Linked DNA regions of Anser cygnoides: all the other regions are linked to region 2. Evidence: chromatin contacts called from public Hi-C data. All regions are on one chromosome and are shown on one strand. The core of a region is the stretch at or near the end of the contact, and the rest is flanking DNA. Distances in the headings are between cores, read along the strand shown.

The links. Hi-C and Micro-C count contacts between places; a contact is called where the count stands out from the background.
Region 1: a Hi-C map of liver shows a contact between it and region 2, with 13 times the contacts expected there. The contact joins the promoter of RIF1 here to the promoter of MMADHC in region 2. A contact is called at or near these places in 4 of 7 Hi-C or Micro-C datasets (granulosa cells and liver).
Region 3: a contact with region 2 is called in a Hi-C map of liver, with 2.0 times the contacts expected there. The contact joins the promoter of RBM43 here to the promoter of MMADHC in region 2. A contact is called at or near these places in 3 of 7 Hi-C or Micro-C datasets (all in liver).

The regions. Positions count from the first base shown.
Region 1 is chr6:40,307,297-40,311,669 of Taihu_goose_T2T_genome, reverse strand. It overlaps RIF1 (replication timing regulatory factor 1), which reads right to left and starts at 1,406. Exons shown (of 34, transcript XM_048080994.2): 1 at 1,033-1,406; 2 at 212-290. The coding sequence starts at 1,391. It overlaps TNFAIP6 (TNF alpha induced protein 6), which reads right to left. Exons shown (of 6, transcript XM_048081011.2): 5 at 3,748-3,788; 6 at 2,264-3,374. The coding sequence ends at 3,211.
Region 2 is chr6:40,077,935-40,082,068 of Taihu_goose_T2T_genome, reverse strand. It overlaps MMADHC (metabolism of cobalamin associated D), which reads left to right and starts at 1,755. Exons shown (of 7, transcript XM_048081015.2): 1 at 1,755-2,028. The coding sequence starts at 2,020.
Region 3 is chr6:40,267,883-40,272,177 of Taihu_goose_T2T_genome, reverse strand. RBM43 (RNA binding motif protein 43) reads left to right here and starts at 1,675. Exons shown (of 4, transcript XM_048081009.2): 1 at 1,675-1,935; 2 at 3,508-3,706; 3 at 4,213-4,295. The coding sequence starts at 1,933. NMI (N-myc and STAT interactor) reads left to right here. Exons shown (of 10, transcript XM_066999883.1): 10 at 1-429. All of the region lies in intron 2 of LOC136791150 (a long non-coding RNA gene), which reads right to left.

The DNA of each region.
Region 1 (4,373 bases), core at 157-2,656, 230 kb before region 2:
AAGATTTGATTTGACTGCATAACACCTGCCTGAGGTCATCCCAGTCCCTAAGGTTTTTTTTTTCCCCTGTAGTAATTTCTAATAACATTGAAGAAACGTTTCACGAACACACCCTTAATGCTATGTTACTAGCTTGAATTCTTAATTACATGAACGCATGTTCAAGTCTTAGTCCGGCCTTGAACGTATCTTTGATCTGGAAAAGACATACCTTAAACACTTTGCAAAGTTGAGGAAAGAGTCTTCTGACATCAGCAGTGAATTCTTTGCCTTCCTCACCAGTCAAGCGACTTTACAGAGCAGAAGGGAAAACAAGCAACATTCGCCCATTAAACTTGTTATCATCTACATAGCTTTAAATCTCCTATAACGCACACTTTATTAGTGAGTTTAAAGACAGTGGTTAGGTGTCCTGGTTTCAGCTAGGACGGAGTTAAACCAGGACATCAGGGAACTACTTCATTCCTTAGGAAGTTAAAACAGAAGATGGTGAAGCACAGAAGAGGCAGTCAGCACGTTGCTTGACATACCAATAAAATAGTGCGTTATGAAGTACGTGCGTGCTGGTGTACTGGAAAAAGCGAAGTGACTAACAACATATTTTGTGCTTATGGGATGTGAAAACATTACGGTTTTTAATCTTAATTTTTTAAGCAAACATGGAATGGTTAACGTGAAACTTCATGCCACTACTGGAAGTTGGACGAGCAGAAGCACGTGAGCTGAAAGCAGGTTCCTCAAGCGCCGTTCCAGATGCAGGCTCTGAGTTTGGGGGAGTTCTGGTTTGACACTTGGCAGCAGTGCCTGCACGTACCACGGGCCAGCTGTGCAGAGGAGCCGCACCTGCCCTACGAACCATTCAGGACCGGTCTCCCCCAGCTCAGAGCAGACTTAGGAAGCGTGCTCGCCCAGCAGACAACGCGATAACGGCCGGCACGGCCTCTAGGCGCGGAGATCGCTTCAGATCAGCGCCGCGCGAAGCCCGACCGAGCGCCGAGCGGCCCGCTGCCCTCCCCCCGTCCCCGCGCCCACCTGACGATGGCGAGGTGCGCGTCCGTCAGCTCCCCCGGCGGGGCTGCCGGGTCCTCCAGCGTCTCCAGCAGGGGCCGCAGGCCGGCGGCGGCGCTCATGGTGCGGCGGGCCGGGGGCCGGGCCTCCTGCGGCGCGGCGAGCGGCGGCGGCCCCGAGCCCCCTGCCCCGAGCCCCCCGCCCGCGGCCGCGCCGCTGCCTCCCGGCCTAAGATGGCGGCGTGCGCGGGACGGGCGGCGCGCGGGCCCGGGCGGCGGCGGCTGGGCCAATGGGGAGCGCGGGGAGCCGGGGCTGGGGGCCGAGGCGGAGAGCATCGAGCGGCGCCACGCGATTTCTCCGCGCGCGGCCGAGCGCCGAGCCATCGCTCGCTTCCCGCGCCCGCCGGGGGCCCGCTGCGGATTGGCGGAGGGGGCGGCGGGGGCGGGGCGAGGGGCTGTCCGTCACCTGAGGCGGCGAGGCGCTCCGCCTCGGCCGCGGCGTGCTCGGCCGCGTCCTGGTAACGCTGCGGCTCCTCCGGCCGCGGTCACGCTCCGAGGCGCTCGTTTGCGGCTGGAAATAAAAACACGAGCGGCTCGCAGCCCTGCTCACAGCGCCAGCCCCACAGAAAGCGCCCTGCATAAACCTGAAACGCGAGGGGTGCCCCGCAGCCCACCCGGTTCAGCCCTACGGGCACCCCCCCCCCAAGCCGTTTCCCCGTAGCAATGTCTGACGCTGAGGAGCCCTTTCCCCACCAAGCCCCTATCGCCGTGTGGCCACCTTGCATTCCCAGCTCCGTCTCGCCCCGCAGCGTCCCGGCGGCTCTCCTCACGCCGGCTTCCGGTCACCGGCCCCCGGGGGTCCTCGGGAGGAGGGCGTGAGGGGGCTGAGGGCGGCCGGCAGGCGGCGGGGTCGTAAAATGCCGCTCCTCCGAGCCGCCCGCCCCCTCTCACCTCACACCGGGTGCTGGGGCCAACCATGTGCCCTGTGCCCTTCTCTTAGGCCGGGAGTTAGAACCGTATTCCCAGGGAAATTAGCGCAATACACACTCAAAAATGAAAAAAAATAAAAAAGAGCCGTGACCCGAGACTCCCCTCTCAAGAACTCGAGGTGTCCCTAAGGCAGGGCTGGGGCACGGCCCTCCGCACCAAACCGAGACATGTTGCAGCTTACTGACTGCTTTAACTTAAAAAAAAAAAAGGCCTTCCCAGTCTGAAAAGTTCTCACGGAATCAAAATACATCATTGGAAACTCAGGACGAGGTTAAAACAGAGGTAGCTTTAATGCTGCTTCAGACTGAGGAACTTAAACTGAAGTTGAGAACGTACAGAAAATGATTTGTGTTTATCAATTCAAAACAGTACAGTCTTAAAACCCGTGTAAACATACAGCATCTCGACAGCATCTTCAGAATGGATTTGCTGGTTGTCCGTAATTTCTTTCGATGCTTCATCTCTCCAGTTTTATCATCAAGTCTTTCATTTGGTTCTTTATGAAGTGAAATCAGACAAGTGGAAAGACATGAACATCTCTTCTCCGCATGAGGAGACGCTGACAAAATTTCTAGAGTACTTTCTGATTCATCTCACAACAAAATTACACTGATAATGTCATGGATCCTGCGCTTTCCATGCTGCTTCACAGCCTTCTGACTTCAGACAGTAACATGGGTGGCTGCTAGGCCATCCACAGGATGAATTTATGCATCTTCAGAATAAATGAATTCCAAAGGCCTTTTGAACTCAGGGAAATTAGTTAATTAAAAAAAAAATAGTGTAGAGAACAGGAAGAAATACAGCCACAATCTAAAAAATAAATATGTGGAAACCAAGGAAATAAGGAGAGAACAGCAAATTAGGTTTAAAAATATTTGAAACGTTGGTCACAACAAGTTTGTTCAAACTGTGCAAGATATAAGGAAAAGGAACAGTTTATATACAAAAATAGCTTTAAAGTCTTTGGTAACAGTGATTTCTTCAGTTTTTTACAGGTCTAGAAATCTAAAAATAGTCTTCCAGCATTCATGTAAATACATTTTATAATTTATTTCCTAGTATACTTTATTAACAAAACTTATATAAAACAGAAAATAAAAAGTCAGGAAGATATGAAGGAAATGACCATATGTCTGTCTTATCTGAAGAAACAGATGTCTGAATTGGGTTCTAAAACACGTTTCCTAATGAGCATATCATGTTACTCTGCTTACATGATACCAAACTTTCCAGGTAATAAGTTTGCTTTTCCTTGGGAAGTTGTATTCTTTCCATCACCTGACTTTGAAGGCATGTCTACAGCAACATACCTAATTTGAAAACCACCAGCAGTCACTGAGGAGTCTGTCAGAAACTTCAAAGTCATCACATTGCCTGGACAAGAAAAAGGAAAAAAAAGTCACCCTCATTTAAGAAGAAAAATCACCTGGATGTGCAAAATAGGCGTAAAGCCTCATGGATCTCTAGGTGACACTGGGGTGAGGTTGTACCATGAGTGTGCAGCAAATATTTTTCGGATTCTGCTGTTATTTGCATTCACTAGTTGAACCTCAAATTGCGCATGGAATGATACATCATTTATTTAAAAGTAGCTGCGTTGATGAAAAAGCATGTTGGCAGTTTTGTGTAGCAGCTTCTCCATGAAGCAGAGATTGAGTCTTTGTACATCTTATTTATTATTAGGAAGCAGGGAGAAAAGTTTATCTGGGCTGATTTTTTTTAACCATAAAGAGTATAAATATATTACCTGTGCTAATGATATCATCTGGCAACTCATCTCCACAAAACCTGGAAAAAAAACGAGAAATGTTCATGACTAAACACAGCAGATATGCCCTACCCTGCTGTGTGGGGACGCACACTGACCACAGGGCTCTCAGGCTGTACTCTCCTCTGGAGCTGTGCCTCGTGGGGCCAAGCTGGCTGTAGCTGTTCAGTGCACATAATTCTCTGCATGTTAAAGCCATTGACTAAAGGATTTTTGTCATGATTTTATAGTGAGGATTACGGGAAGGAAAAATGCAGGAAACATTTTTCAAAATATGAAGGAAGTAAATGATGCAAAACAAGAAGAAAAAAAAACAATTTAACAAGGCATTAAGGAAAAGAACAATGACTCAAGGCTAAGAAAGAAAGAACTTTATCAAGAAAAACATCTAAAATGATCTGTAAAGGAGAAACAAATGGGCTATATCCTTGCTTTGCTACACATGAGTTGTAGAAAGGATATGAAAAGTGGCAGGAATTGGGAAGTGTTTTTATCACTTTTTGTTTGTTTGGTTGGTTGGTTTTTTGTTTTTTTTCCCCCTGGAAAAATGAGGAACTTCATAGTAAAAATATGACCACTACAGAACAAGCAAAAAGATGACAGCT
Region 2 (4,134 bases), core at 506-3,005:
AAGTTGTTCCATTAGTATGCACAGCAGTTTCCACGTACGCAAGTAGGGAGGTTTTTGCCTCAAAGAACTCATGATCTAAATTAAATCACATTATCGGAAAAGGGATAAAAAAGCTACCTGAAAACAAAATGCTGAGTCTTAAGCTAGCTACAAAGCTTTCTCCTTTCCCCTTTCCATTCTTGCCAAGATTTACGAGAAGGTAAGACACAGAGGGTGATCGCCGTGCTAGGCAAACAAAACAGAGTGAACTTGTAGACAAAGACAATGAGGTTGTTCAGTACAGTGCCTCTGGAAGGCTATTCCAGCCTCCAAATTAGAAAATTGAGCACTAGAGCTTTCTTAGAAAAGCTGGAAAGATGCAGCATACAAGCAATTGTGGAGTTGGTATAGGATCATAGAATATCCCAAGTTGGAAGGGACCCATTGGATCATTGAGTCCAACTCCAACTGGTAGATATGGTATGATGGACAAAGTGTTTGGATGTGGAATAAGCATGGGAAAAAAAAAAAAAAAAAAAAGATGAAAAAGATGAAAAAGAAGGACCTAAGATGAAAAAGAAGGACCTAAGATGATCCCTCTTACAGACACATCTCAGGCCAGAGAGGACAAACACTTCATGTTCCAGGTGAGACTTAAAAACGAAAGGATGCCAATTTGAACCAAGGTCATAGAGCTGTGAAAGTATAAAACATTTTGAAGATGTGAAAGAAAACCAGCCTGATTCTGTGAATGAAGCGGGAACATAGGCATTTGTAATGTGTGTGGAGATGGCTTTGGGATCAGCACCCTAACTGAGCCACACTAATGTCGTATTTATGTTCAACACTTTCTGTGGATAGCGATTTACCTACTGAATAGAATACATATAGTCAGTAGGCATGAAATAATAAATATTAACTGTCTATTTCTGTTTTTCTCTGGGAGCAACAAGGCCGTGCCCCCAAACACAGCTTGTTGCACTGCGGGGCTGCCAGTATGTGCTCGTAACTTCTGCAGTTAATTAATTTCATGTAGCAGCAAGTACATAAATAAAAAATTAAGACTTTAACCCAGGGAATTACCTCAGCACAAATACAGTTTGTAATGTAAAAGTTTATTTTAAGTGAAGACTTGCTTGCAAGCTCATGCCACTGCATATCCCAAAAACCTAGGACTAGGGAGAAAAGGCAGTCCATAAAGATGAAGTGAGGGAAAAAATAAACACAAACTTTGGTCTGTTGAAGGAAGGTTTATTGAAGATACTGAAGGAAGCTACGGATCGTCCTTCGAGGACATGTTTTGTCAGCAGAAATGGCATTTTTGCTCCCAGTTCTGACTTTTAAGGCACCTAATGGCCTGGGGGGAGACGGAAGCCTCCCGGTTTATTCGCCCCGGTAACACCGCCTCTCCCCCTGCCACACTTCACGGCCCTCCGAGCGCCCGGCTCGGGGACGGGCCGGCAGCACGCTGCGCTGCTGACCCCTGGCGCCCCGGGCGGGCACTGCGCCGCCCCCCGCAGCCGGCCCCGGCTCCCCCGGCTCCCGTGAGGGACCCCACGGCAGGGCGCTGCGCCCAGGGGTGCCCGAGACTGGTGGCGGCCGCAGCCCGGGCGGGCGGGAGGCAGAGAAAGGCGGCGGGCTCTGAGGGGACAACATGGCGGCGGCCGCCCCGAGGAAAACCCCGCCGCCGCCGGCCCCAGGCGGTCTGATCGACGTGCCGGCGGAGCAACTCGCCGGGCCTGGCGGCGGGCGGGGAGGCGGCTGAGGGGGAGCGCCGCGGGGCGGCGGCGGCCGCCATTTTGTAGGAAGAGCGGAGCGGAGCCGGGCGGTTCTTGGCCCCCGTCGGTCTCCGGTCCCCCTCGGTGCCCCTCGGTCCCCGCCGCCGTGTGCCTGGGAGGAGCGGGCGTCGCCGCGGGAGGCCGCTGTCAGGGCAGCGGGGGGCGGCCCCGAGGGGGGAGCGGGGCCGGGCCGGGCGCCTCAGGGCCGCTGCGTTCGCTTCTCTTGCAGGGGGAGCCGGGCCGGGGCAGCCGGGCGGCGGCGATGGCCAAGGTGAGCAACCCCCCCTCGGCGGCTCGGGGGCGCCCCCGTCTTCCTCCCCCCTTCAAAGCAGCCTTTAAAAAAAAAATAATAATAATTCTCAAGAAGAGGTCGCCGGGAGTGTCATCCTTCTCCCCTCTGAGCGCCCGAAGCGTATCATGTGTTAAGGTGAAGCCTTTAAGTTCACTGGGGTGCTTTCAGACTGAAACATAAAACATACTTTACTGATCTGGTTTGTTTTGTCACCGAGACGGGAATGTTCTTTGGTCTCAGCGGGATTTTTTACTGGGGTGACGCCAGGTATGTAAATATTTGCAGTAGTGAGCTAAATCAACGTATCGATAAAGAGTGGTAACATCTCCGCCTTAAATGAACCTGCTGATAAGGAAAAAATGTTTCTCTTGTGATTATGTGTCATCGATAATTGTTTCTGTATACTTTAATCTGTGTATACTTCAATATATGCGTTTGTTTCACAATAACTTATTTCAGTAGTGCTTTTACATGGTAAGGGAAAGGTTCAAGTGGGATCAGCAGGGTTTGTTTTTGTTACACAAATCTTTTAAACCTGCTGTTTTAGACCTAGACAGCTTAAGACCTTAACTGTAAAAACTTGATAATGTTAGTAAATTAACTGTGTGTTAACGTGTTTGAGTCGTCGTGATGTTAGTAAGATGTATCAGACACTGTATGTTTGTGTGGAGGTAGTATGGAAGGAGCAGGTATTTATTGGCTGAGGTCCTGACAGTTTGAATAGAGTCTTTATCAAAACATGTGAGTAGTACAGTTTTCTTACTTTTTTGGAAATAAGCTTTTTGGTTACATACTTAGTGGTAAACATATGGGTAAACTCCTATATGATCAAGAATACAATATTTGAGGAAGAACCCGTTTCTCAAAAACTGAAACGTTTCTCAAAATAATTTCTTTCTCTCATTGGGAAATGAAGTTTTATGAAAACACATTGACTATAGCGGGGAGCGGTTACGTTTTCCAGGGATGTGTGTTTTGTAGATTTAAGATCTTTTAAATTATGCTTTACCTTTTGGGTGTATGATGGGTTACTTTTGTTACGTGTGTGGAACTGTGTCATGAAAGTAACCCGTCTGTTTTTAAAGCATAAAAAATAGATTATGCCATTCTGTTTAATTGGGTCACCTGGATGTTTTCTTTTTTTCGCAAAAAAAAAAAAAAGATCAGTGACAGTTGCTCGTGCTGCTGCTTGAGATGCACACCATCATCAGGCTTCAGAGTTAATCCTTGTGGTGAGGAGCCAGCAGCTCTTTGGAGCCCTTTGCTGAGACCATTTGCGTGCTCAGGGAGATAGCATTGCATCGTTTGCTGCGTGGCTGAATCAGCTTCTGACAGAGTCATCTTCAGCAATTGAAAGTTATGTTGACAGTAGAGTTCCGTGGCGTGAAGCAGATTTTCTGGTGTATTCCAAGACCGCAGTGTTCATAAAGGTTTTGTGGCTTATTGGCAGCTTGCCCAGGGTACTGATCTGATCTGTTTGCAGTAATACTTGTTTATAAATATGTGAATGTGCTGAGTTTGCAAATCTAAATAACGTTGGTTGTACTAGCTGAAGTTTTGCACATGTTAAATATTTATGGATTTCAAGAGCAAAATACAGAAGCAGAAATTACCATACCCACCTGTTTTGGTATGCATGTCCCCCTGTATGGCTCAGAGCTGTTGGTATGCATACTCTGTTGGCGAAGAAATGTGTGTATGCACATATGTACGTGTGCTTCTAGATGGGAGCTGCAAGATGTATCTGTAGGGATGCTATCCTGCGTCTCCCTCAAGTCTTCTAGGAAGTGGGACTACAGGTTAACTAATGTTCGGGCTAGTTTTAGGGCAGAGGTTTTGGATATCAGCACTTACTTAACAGTATTTCTGATAATGAATGACATGATTGAATTGTGGTAATCATGGAAACAATGCATAAATTTTTTCACATGTACAACCTAATCTAGGTTATGGGGTCTCAGTGGTGCTATTTAAACTTTTAAGTTTTGTTTTCCTAAAGTGAGGAGGCCTATCACTAAGTGCTTTTAAGGCTTTTCCTTTACTTAGAATACTATTACTAATATAAAAATGATAATAATGTGTTCT
Region 3 (4,295 bases), core at 426-2,925, 190 kb before region 2:
AAGGGAACTACCTGTCTTTCTCATTTGTTTAATGGCACAGACTTTGCATAGAAATTCGGTAAAATGTACTGCTTTGTGTTCCAGATGTTCCTGGTTAAAGTCAAGGAAAAACCCTTACCAGCACATAAAACTTAATCTAAAATTTGCGTTTTGGAAACCTGTGGACTTTTACTGATTGGAAAAAAAAATAAAATACTGCTTTTAGCTGTCAAAATGCTATTACTTCCTTGATACTTCCTCTAGGATCTGATCCAAATGCTATTGAACTTCTCATAAATCAATAGCCTGGTTTATTGTTTAATATTTGTTTCTACAATTACATCTTTGTTCCTTTTTTTTCAAATTGAAAATACTACAGTTAAGACTTCAGATGATTCTTTAAAACAGACTTCTTTGTAACAGTGCTGGATTAAAAAATCTGATGCTGAACACTGGGTCTGAGGAATTTATTTAGTTGCATGTGACTGGCCAGGCTGCCAGCTCTGTGAGGGTGTGTATTAGACAGGTCATTTGAAAAAGGCGTACAAACTTTAGGAGGAATTATTTTTTCAGCATGTTAACTTCCCCTTTTGTTTCCAGTTTATCCTTTCAGATTTTTGAAATAAAACGGAATTGCAAAGTCAGAGAAGGATTTCTTGTCCAAAGGTGGATGTTTTTACTTTTCTGCTGTGCTCATGTTTATTTGCCATCCTCGGGGGCAAAAACAGTATGGCACCAATAATCTTAATTTCCAAGTATCACAGCTCTAACACAGAACCACGGAGGGATTTGGGCTGGAAGGGACCTTAAAGCCCACCTGGTTCCAAACCCCTTCCTTGGGTGGGGACCTCTCCCAGCCCAGGCTCCCCAAACCCCATCCAGCCTGGCCTCGGGCACCACCAGGGATGGGGCAGCATTGGCCAGGGCCTCACTTCTGAGTAAAGACTTATATCTCCTCCTCATATCTAATCTAAAGCTGCCATCTGTTGCTTTAAAGCCGTTACCCCGGTCCTATCCCTGCACTCCAGCACTCTCCCCAGCTCTCCTGTAGGCCCCCTGAGGTACTGGAAGGCCGCTCTAACTCCCTTCTGTAGTATTTGACATCTCAGTATGCAGAAAAAAAGCACTTTAAGGGAAGCACTACAAATATATCTCAGGTGGAATTCTAAGAGAAACTTTTAATAGACAACAAATACATATAGGAAACTAAAAGACTGCTAGCACCACAGCTGACTTTGCTGGTGGGAGAGATACGTGTGACTGTAGCTCCTCTTACTGTTTAGTACGTGCAAAGGCAGGGATTGATTATCTGGCAATTGTGAAATAGGAAAAAAAAGGAAAGGGGAATGATTTGTTTATGGGGATTATGTGCTTTTGCCTGTAACAGTCCTAAAATATCGATGAGATCAAACGCCTTAAAAAGAAAAGAGGAGGAAAACTTGACGAAGACTGTCAGTAATTTTAACCATACCTCACTGATAAACGTTGAGAAAGAAGTCCTTGAAAAAGGAAAACATTTAAAATTCTCCTGTGGTCTCACTGTGTGTGGGAGAAGTGAGAAGAAGCAGGCTTTAACCGCACAAAATCAAGATGAGATTTTAATTAACATTCTAAAACGCTCTATTTCGATTTTCTCACTGATGAATTGATAAAAGTTTATTTTGCAGCACTAGCTGTGCCACGTAAAGGCCGGAATACGGTTTTAGTGATGAAAATGCAGCACTTAGGCGATGTCGCTGCAAAGAGCACTGCCCTTCTCCTTCCCCCTGCCGGGAATTCACCGTTGGCCGCCGTCAGGGGGAAGGAGACGGCAGCGCAGAGGCGGGCACCCGGCCCGGCCCGGCCCTCCCGGCGCCCGCCCATCGCTTTCTCTTTCGCTTCCCCGCTCCGGCAGCCGCGGTGGCCGGGGACAGCCGCCTCCCCGGGCCGCCGGGGGCCGGCACAGCGACGGCCATGGCAAGTGGCAGCGGCGGCAGGGCCGGAGGGGCCGCCCGGGGGGGTCGCGAAATGGCGGCGGGGCGCCCTGAGGCCGGGGCAGGGCGCGGGCCCGGCGGCGGGTGGTAGCGCACCGCCGGGCCCTCGGGCATGGCCGGAGGGGCTTGGGGCGGGTTGGTGCACCGTGAGGGGTCGTGAGGTGGGCTGGTACGGCCGGGGGGTCGTGAGGCAGCCCGGGTGCCCCCCTCCGGGAGCCGGCTTTGTGCCCGTGTGGCCCTGCAGCACCTCCTGCCGCCCCGCCCCGCAGTCCCGCGGCAGGCACCGGGCGCGTACGTGCCTCAGAAGCGATTCGGCATAAATCCCAGCATAAATCCCCAGCGTTTTCGTCGTGGTTTTTTGTTCCGAAGAGCCAGCTGGCAAGGTGTGGGGGCTGTCTGGCAGCTTGGAGCGCCCCGGCTGCGTGAGGCAGGAGAAAATCCTGCATAAAGCCTCGCCAGCCCCCGAAGCGCCCTGTTTGTATTCTCTCCGTGCTGTCTCGTTAGTGCAGGAACCTGCTGTTTGCACAAACGTTGCTAGGAATAATTACCGACACAACCGGAGTGCCTAGCCCTTTATTTGGACGGGTGCTAAAATCAGGCCTCCTAAGTGCCAGGCAGGCTTCAATATTTTATACAGCCCGAGTCCAGAAGAAACTTTGTAAGAGATGCCCGAAGAATGCAGACTGAGGGATTGACCTGGAATAGTTGCTCTGAAGTTATTGACAACTTGTTCCCATAAACACTCCATGCAAACATACTAAACTATTTTCTTTCTTCCAAAAAAGTTAATGAACTGTTACAAAATTTCCTCAGTGTCCCACCGTTTATGGTGATTTTGCCATATTTCCAGTGAAATAATGCTGTTTATTATTTCTGCCTAATAAGAGTGGAAAGAAAATACACTTGCCTTAACAAGACATAGATGCAAATCCTATTTAGGATGGGTTTCATGTTTGCAGCATTGGGAGGTCTGGCTCTGATGAAAATCATGTGTGTAGTAGTCATTTTACGCACTGCGAGTCTCAGATGACTGGGATTATGTTCTTCCAATTTAACAAGGTTGTCCATTGAATAAGTGGAGAGAGATGAGTCAGAGCATAATGCTAGATCCCAGCTCTCATGAATTTAACAAGTAAGGACTGTCTGAATCTGACCTTGCCACTCTGAAAAGAGAATGCTTATTGATGCAATTAACATTTTTCATTTTCTTTCAATCTTGAATATTAGAGTAAACAATCTTACCCATGTGACACTGGGCCTTTCGTTTGGAAGCTGTTAAATTTAGTTCTAATTTTTATTGCTCTAACAAATGAGGATACCGAGAGTGTGTAAATGACACATTTTTTACTGCACAGTAACATAGAAGTGCCTGAGGGAGTCTGGTATTCGCTGAAATCAGAATCTGATTCAGCAGTCTTAGTTATCTATGAAAAGGGGAACTTGTCTGACTAAAATGAAGGGGAGTCACTTCAGCAGTTAGGGTGGGTGTGGGTAACCACTACGGCAGGTCACTGGTACTCCTTGTGCTTACAGTACCCCATTTCTCTATGTGCAGGACACGGGACGAGCAGCTAAATCAGCAAGGACAGTTGTCATCTCTGGTGTTCCAGATGGCATTCTGAAGGATGATGTCATGAGTGACATACTGGTGATTCATTTCCAAAAGTCAAAGAATAATGGTGGAGATGTGGAAGACATAATATATCCAACAATGGAAAAAGGAGTTGCATATATAACTTTTGAAGATCAAGAAGGTATTGACTCTAATATGCTGCAGGAAATGTTCCCCCAGGAATTAACCCTAGATTGTTTACCCTAAAACAAATGATTATAAATTGTTTACTGGTACTAGGATTTTGTGTGTCTGGGAGACTAACACCTCTCTCTTAGTCAGAGTTTTAGGATTTTATTTCTGTTCAGTGAAGTCATGACTCTGAAGAGGCTTTGTGCAAAGTGTTTGTTTTGTTTGTTTTTAGAAATAAATTTATACCATGCATAACATGATTTTTGTAGTCAGGCCTTTGGGAATAAATCCCTGACAATTAATGTTGTAAAAAGACAGCCTTCCATCTCTCTCTCAGCACTTTTGACTAATGCATAAAATATTAGGCAAGAGTATTGAATCACCTGTGTGTATGTATGGGAAATTGTTGGGGAAAGCATCAAGAAGAAAACACCCACGAAGTGTTCCACCATCAGACTGGTAATAATGCATTATCTTACTGCAGAACAAATAAGCAATAAGTGACTTTCTCTTTAGTTGCAGAGAGTGTTCTAAAGAAGAACGAGCATCGACTAGAAGACAAGAGACTGTCCAGATACTATCCTTTGAAAGTAACTCCT